Regions from separate parts of the Mus musculus genome. Here region 1 is linked to region 2. Evidence: chromatin contacts called from public Hi-C data. All regions are on one chromosome and are shown on one strand. The core of a region is the stretch at or near the end of the contact, and the rest is flanking DNA. Distances in the headings are between cores, read along the strand shown.

Region 1 (3,214 bases), core at 436-2,935, 170 kb before region 2:
ATAGGCTGGGCCCTCCCCCATCAATCCCTAATTAAGAAAATACCCTATAGTCTTTCTTACAGCCCGATCTTGTGGAGGCAGGCATTTTCTCAGGTGAGGTTCCCTCCTTTCAGATGACTGTGCCAAGTTGGCATAGAAACGAGCCAGCACATAGCCAGGCATGATAGCACTCACTTTTAATTTCAGCACTTAGGAGGCAGAGACGGGTGGATCTCTATGAGTTTGAGGTCAGCCTGGTCTACGTAGTGAGTTCCAGGACAGTCAGTAACATAGTGAGACCCTGTCTTGAAAAAACAAAACAAAAAACTAGCCAGCACAGCTGATTTAGGCATTTTTTTTCTCATAGCTAAATCTTTCTCATGGAATTAAAGTTTACTTGAAATTTATACATAATTGTAGGATTGTTTATATGAACCAAGTAAGTCAAGCAGTCTCAAAGCATATATAATTTGTGAGGTTTTTATGTTGTTTTTTCTTCCTTCCCTTTTTTCTTTTCTTCTCCCTTCTTTTCCCTTAGAGTCAGCATCTCCTATATTCTAGGCTGGCCTTGAATTTGTTATGTAGCCAAGAATGACCTGGCACTTCTGCTCCTCCTGCCTCCATCTCCTGAGTTATGGAATTATAAATAAATGTTACCATACCTGGCTCTATTTCATTTTATTGACTTTTAAAATAAGTCCTAAAGACCCCTGAAATCCTAGAAACTCCATAGCAGTTTTATGGGAAAAAAGCCCTGCTGTAGTTTATACTGCCAGCAGGGTCATATAGCCTTAACAGAAGTCAACCAAGCTTAACCTGACATGTAGAAATCACATGTTAAGAGGACAAAAGGGGGGCTGGCGAGATGGCTCAGCGGGTAAGAGCACTGACTGCTCTTCAGAAGGTCCTGAGTTCAAATCCCAGCAACTACATGGTGGCTCACAACCACCCATAATGAGATCTGACGCCCTCTTCTGGTGTGTCTGAAGTCAGCTACAGTGTACTTATGTATAATAATAAATAAATCTTTAAAAAAAAGAGGACAAAAAGGAAGACTTGAGCAATTTCCTTTGAAATGGGTACCCATTAGGACTTATAACAGCAGGGGCTGGAGAGATGACTCAGGGGTTAGGAGCACTTGTTTTTGCAGAGGACCAGGATTCAATACCCAGCATCCACACGGTAGTTCACAATCATCCATAGATCGAGTTCCAGGAGTCATATGACACAAACATACACGTGGGTAAAAACACTCAGGCAGATAAAAGACACAAAATTTTAAAATCCAAGTTTGATCCACAGGACCCACATGATGGAAGGAAAAAGGACTTCCACAAATTCACACATGTTGTAGCATGTCCTCCTTTCAAAAATAAATAAAAATGTAATAAAACTTAAAAAAAAGAAGCCAGACATAGTGGTATATACCTTTAATCTCACCCTGGGAGGTACAGGCAGGCAGCTCTCTCTGAGTTTGAAGACAAACCTTGTCTAGGTAGTGAGTTCCAGGCCAATGAAGGCTACATAGAGAGACCTTATCTCAAATCAATTAAAAAAAATCTTACAACACTTAACATGACAAAAATCAATTATTTAAGAAAAGTGTAATAGTGTTTCTGAGAGAAATGAATGCGAAGCACCAGGATTCAGGGTGGAACTGTTACTATTTGGAATGTCTATTTTTAACACGGCAAATGGCTTAGTTCTCATTTCTTTTTGTTTGACAGCTTGTGGTTAGCTTTGCAAGACTAGCATTTTCCCTAATGGGAGTTTTAAAATTATAAGCACAAGAATTTGGTCAGGAGCTTCCACATTTCATAGACTATTTGAGAGCTTCAAAATGGCATTTAAATTGGACCAAGAGGTGAGCATGGTAGCTCATACCTGCAATGCCAGCAATTTGGTAGGAAGAGGTAGAAAGGTCAGACCTTTGAGGCCTCTTGGCTACATAGTGAGTTTAAGACCATCCTGGACTACATAGTTTCACCCTATCTAAAAAAGGAAAAAGTAAAAGATCAAATCAAACCAAAACATATCACTACCACCACCAAAACCAACCAACCAAGCAAACCCCCAAAACCTCACGAAAGCCCCCCCAAGTCCCATTAATCATCACCGCCACCACCATCACCACCACCACCACCACCACCATCATCATGTACAGTAATCCCAAACTTGAGAGGCTGAGACAGAAAGGTCATGAGGTTAGGGCCAGCTTGGACTACAGAATGAGACTCTATCTCAAAACAAACAAACAAACTAACTAACTAAATAAATAAACTGGACCGAGGAGAAAAATGTAATGATATTTTAGTGATTTTTTTTTTTGAGACAAAGTCTCACTATGTAGCCCTGGCTGGCCTGGAGCTATCAGACATCCACTTGCCCCTGCTTCCCAAACTGCTGGGATTACGGATTCATGCCACTGTGTTTGAGCCCTAAATTCTAGTCTTTTAAGCTCCAAAGAGAGATGAAGGCATCTATATTTCGTTCATCTTCTTAAAGCAATAAGAAGTACATGGGAGAATTGTTTTTTATAACTTTGCCAAAATAAGTCTCTCTCTCTTTTTTAGATAAGGTCTTAACATGTAACTCTGGTTGGCGTTGGCCTGGAGCTCATTATATAGATTGGACTGGCCTTGAACTCACGGAGGTCCATCTGGAGTGCAGGGACTATGGGTGAATGCTATCATGCTGGGTTAAGTCTTTTTGAAACAAAAGAAGAAACTGCAAGATCTCAAGCACCCAGGCTGCCCTTGAGCTCACTGTGAAGCTGAGGATGGCCCTAAACCTCTGATCCTTCAGTTTCCTCTCCCAAGTACTAGAATTACAGCTCCACAGTCCCATTCCTAACTTAAAAAAAAATAGTTGGGTGTGGGTCCATGCCCTTTTTAAAAAAAGGCTTATTTATTTTTTTTATGTATATGAGTACACTGTAGCTATCTTCAGACACAGCAGATCCCATTACAGATGGCTGTGAGCCACCATGTGGTTGTTGGGATTTGAACTCAGGACCTCTGGAAGAGCAGTCGGTGCTCTTAACTACTAAGCCATCTCTCCAGCCCCCACTCCTAACTTTTTAGTCTTCTTTTTTTAAAAAAGATTTATTTATTATTATTATACATAAGTACACTGTAGCTCAGATCTCGTTATGGGTGGTTGTGAGCCACCATGTGGCTGCTGGGATTTGAACGCAGGACCTTTGGAAAAGCAGTCAGTGCTCTTACCCACTGAG
Region 2 (3,230 bases), core at 640-3,139:
GTACTACATCCTCATCAAAAAAACTATTCTTGAAAGTGTTATTTGAGAGAATACCTGTCAGGAGTTCAAGGTCATCTGTGAGCACATAGTTCAAAGTCAACTTCTAAGATTCAAGACCCTAACTCAAGAAAAAAGGAGAAAGAAAAAAAAGAAAAGAAAGACATTCTCCTTTAAGGTCAATACAGATGAGTTTTACCCTCAAGTTGTAATGCAAGATTGTTTCTTCAGCTGAACCCCAGATGTAGTACTTGGCTATGTTTTAGAGATCCCATGGTATAAAAATATGTGCCTTTAAACATGAGAACCACACAAACTGGGGAGGCATGTTTACATTAGGGAAGGGATTGGAGGGAATCCTCTCAAAACTCTCTAAGGTGTGGCCTGCAGGTTCCTGCAGAGTATGTTCTGTTTCTGTGGAGAGGAAATCTTGAGTGGGTAGAACTCTGATCAAATTTAGCAGTGAATCTTCCGTTTCACAGGGGTAGGATGGGGCTCACTGGACCCTTCCTACCAAGCTCCCTGGAAGCATGGCCGTGATCCCTTATTTGGATTTGTGATCTGTCTTCTAATCTCTAGATTTCCTTTCTGCTGAGAAATATGCTTCTTGAACCCTTCACTTGACAAATACTTAGTGAATACCTATAAAGTACCAGATACTATATTAAATGATGTTGGCCATCAGTAGGCCCCACCCTTGTGGACCTTTCAGGCTACTGTAGGACACAAGTATTAATCAAGCTATCACAAAGACAACATATGGTTATAGTATATGATGTGAATGAAAATTATGCTGCACTTTGAAGGTGAAAAAATGGCAATAGAATATAACCTAGACTTGCAGACAGGTTAGTCAAAGAAGACTTCTTTGGGGAGTAACATAGAGTTGAAGTGGGAAGGATAACAGAAGTATTAGCTAGGTAAGGTGGTAAGGATGGGGAACAGATCAGAAAGCAGACAGAGCTGCATGTACACAGACATTTTCTATGTACTTAGAATTTTGTGCACATTAACTCAGCACTCACCACTGTCTTCTGGGATTGCATCATAGCTAACATTTTAGATGACAAAGCTGAAGGTGTAGATGCCTTATTGAGTTTTCCAAAGATCACAGCTGGGAAGTGGATGGGCTAGAGTTCAAGCAGTGGACACCATTCCTCAGCTACTGGCTCCGGAACTGGATGGTACTGTCATCTGTTAAGCAAGGAAGGACTGGAAGAAACGGTGCTGAGAACAAATCCCAGCTGTAAGTTCAGTGTTGAATGCCAGCCCTGGAGCTTTGGAGAGACCTCAGAGGAGGTGAACAAGAGTTCTGTGTTTCTATGGGTCTGAATTTGGGGGACAGCTGAGGCTGGATATGGATGTTTGGCAACAACTCACTATTGGGAAGCACAGGAAAAACAAAACAAAACAAAACAAAACAAAACAAAACAGGTTCTGCCCAGGGCCCCCCTGACTCCACATGACCTGGAGCAAGTTCCTTTCCTTTTTTGTTGCATTAACATCACAGTATGGATTTAGCAATATATCCTAGCAGTATGCCAGTGTGACTCTCTCAATGTTTGTTTGTTCTCCTACCACCTGTTGGAAGCATGGCCTTCTATTTAGGATGATAGCAAGGGACCTTTCTTGCCCAGGATGGCAGTCTGTGGTTTTTGTGGTGGGTGTATTTTCCTTTCTTCAGCTCTTAGGTTTCCTTCTTGTGCCTGTCAGTCTGGTTTGGCTGAACTCCATGTTACAGAAAGCAAAATGCCAGTTTGAATTAGTCATGGGGATGAGATTTGAAGTGAAGGTTCTTGGTGGTGGGGGATTAATATTTATTGGGTATAGTGCTAAGCAAGTTAGAGTGACTAATTCCCCTCATGGTGCCATGTCCCTATGCTGATGACAATCTATTCTCTTTGTTCTAGCTGTATTTGTCACCTTCTGTTCAAACCTTTCCTGCAAACAGTGGGGTATTGCAGCTATAGTTCACTGGTAAAGTGCCAGCTAGATCAGCATAGCAAAAACCACGTCTTTCATTCCACAGCACTTCCTAAACTGGGAACAGTAGTACACAGCAGGAAGACCAGCCTCAGCCTGAGACTCTGATTTCAAATCACTGCCAACACCATAAATAAGTTAGAGGGGACATGGCCTCAGAGTCCTAGTGCAGACCTTTAGGGACCCATGGCCAGTGCTATTATAGCCCATGGGTTTAGCATTTTGGAGGTATTTATGTCAAATTCTATACTTTGGAATTGTTAGTCTTTTTCCTGAATATTTTAGTCACTTTTTTGTTCAAAGAATAGATATGTTTCCTCATTAAAGTTTCAGACAGTGCTTTGGTGAATAGATGGGGTTTTTAAAAATCAATCGCAAGTCTTTGGCTTTACCTGGTAACAGATCTTCAGAGGTCATTTGTGGTTTGCATTTCTCATAAGCCAGTCTGTACATTTTGCATGTAGATTATGACTCAGTCTTCATAACATTTAGAACTACAACTTCTGCTTTCACTTGTTTCTTTGTTTTACTAGGATTGTTGAAAACCACATTGGGTATAACAGTCTTGATTCTTTGGCTACCTTTGCTGCAATATCTTAACTGCCTGCTCCTAATGCAGTGGTCCTTGAAATCACTTGCCTTGTTACTGTTCTTTAGCTACTAGGGTGTGGTGTTGATGTGTCACCATCTGCCAAACAGTCTTAGATGGCTCCCTGTGACTTTCAACTGATTGATCTTCCTCACAGAAGAGCTCCCAGCCTCACTCTTCTTGTTCTACCACCCATTACCATGGACCAGAATGTTGGTCATTGTCTTTAACTCCTTCACCCCTCATGCTTATTCAGTTACCAAGTCCTGAGCATTCTATGTGCGAGAGATGCTGACCTGTTCTGCTTGACTTGGTCCAGGCAATTATCATCTGTCAGGGAATCTGGGCTATTAACCCCTATCGTGTCACCTTCTAGCCAGCATCCTCTTGCAGACAATGTTCTTTGGGTGGTGGTCGTGGAGGATCTCACTACGTAGCCTTGCCTGGGATGGAATTTTATGTATAGACCAAACTGGCTTAGAACTCAGCACCTGTGCCTGTCCCTGCCTCCCAAGTGTTGGGATTAAAGGTATCTGAAACCATGCTTGGAAACAATAGAGACCCTACAAATACAATCAGGCAAGAGATTTAAATATTTTACAATGTATACATGTGTTGAAACTCTACATACCACTCATTATTATGTGCAAGTGTTATGTTT

What was found. Hi-C and Micro-C count contacts between places; a contact is called where the count stands out from the background.
Region 1: a contact with region 2 is called in a Hi-C map of bone marrow-derived macrophages, with 3 times the contacts expected there. The contact joins two enhancer-like sites. A contact is called at or near these places in 15 of 484 Hi-C or Micro-C datasets (the G1E-ER4 cell line, the N1E-115 cell line, bone marrow-derived macrophages and 8 more), 1 of 115 datasets of contacts at active chromatin or transcription factors (fibro-adipogenic progenitors) and 1 of 9 other capture datasets (adipose tissue).

Annotation. Positions count from the first base shown.
Region 1 is chrX:162,708,907-162,712,120 of GRCm38.p6, reverse strand. No RefSeq gene overlaps it. Among named protein-coding and RNA genes, the nearest start is that of Gm15201, 26 kb to the left of the region's middle. Within about 2 kb of position 1,685, at least 2 of the 459 cell types and tissues checked have an H3K27ac peak or open chromatin away from gene starts, as enhancers often do. A contact at or near this core is called in bone marrow-derived macrophages, where this site is marked.
Region 2 is chrX:162,541,415-162,544,644 of GRCm38.p6, reverse strand. All of the region lies in intron 5 of Reps2 (RALBP1 associated Eps domain containing protein 2), which reads left to right. Among named protein-coding and RNA genes, the nearest start is that of Reps2, 100 kb to the left of the region's middle. Within about 2 kb of position 1,889, at least 7 of the 459 cell types and tissues checked have an H3K27ac peak or open chromatin away from gene starts, as enhancers often do. A contact at or near this core is called in bone marrow-derived macrophages, where this site is marked.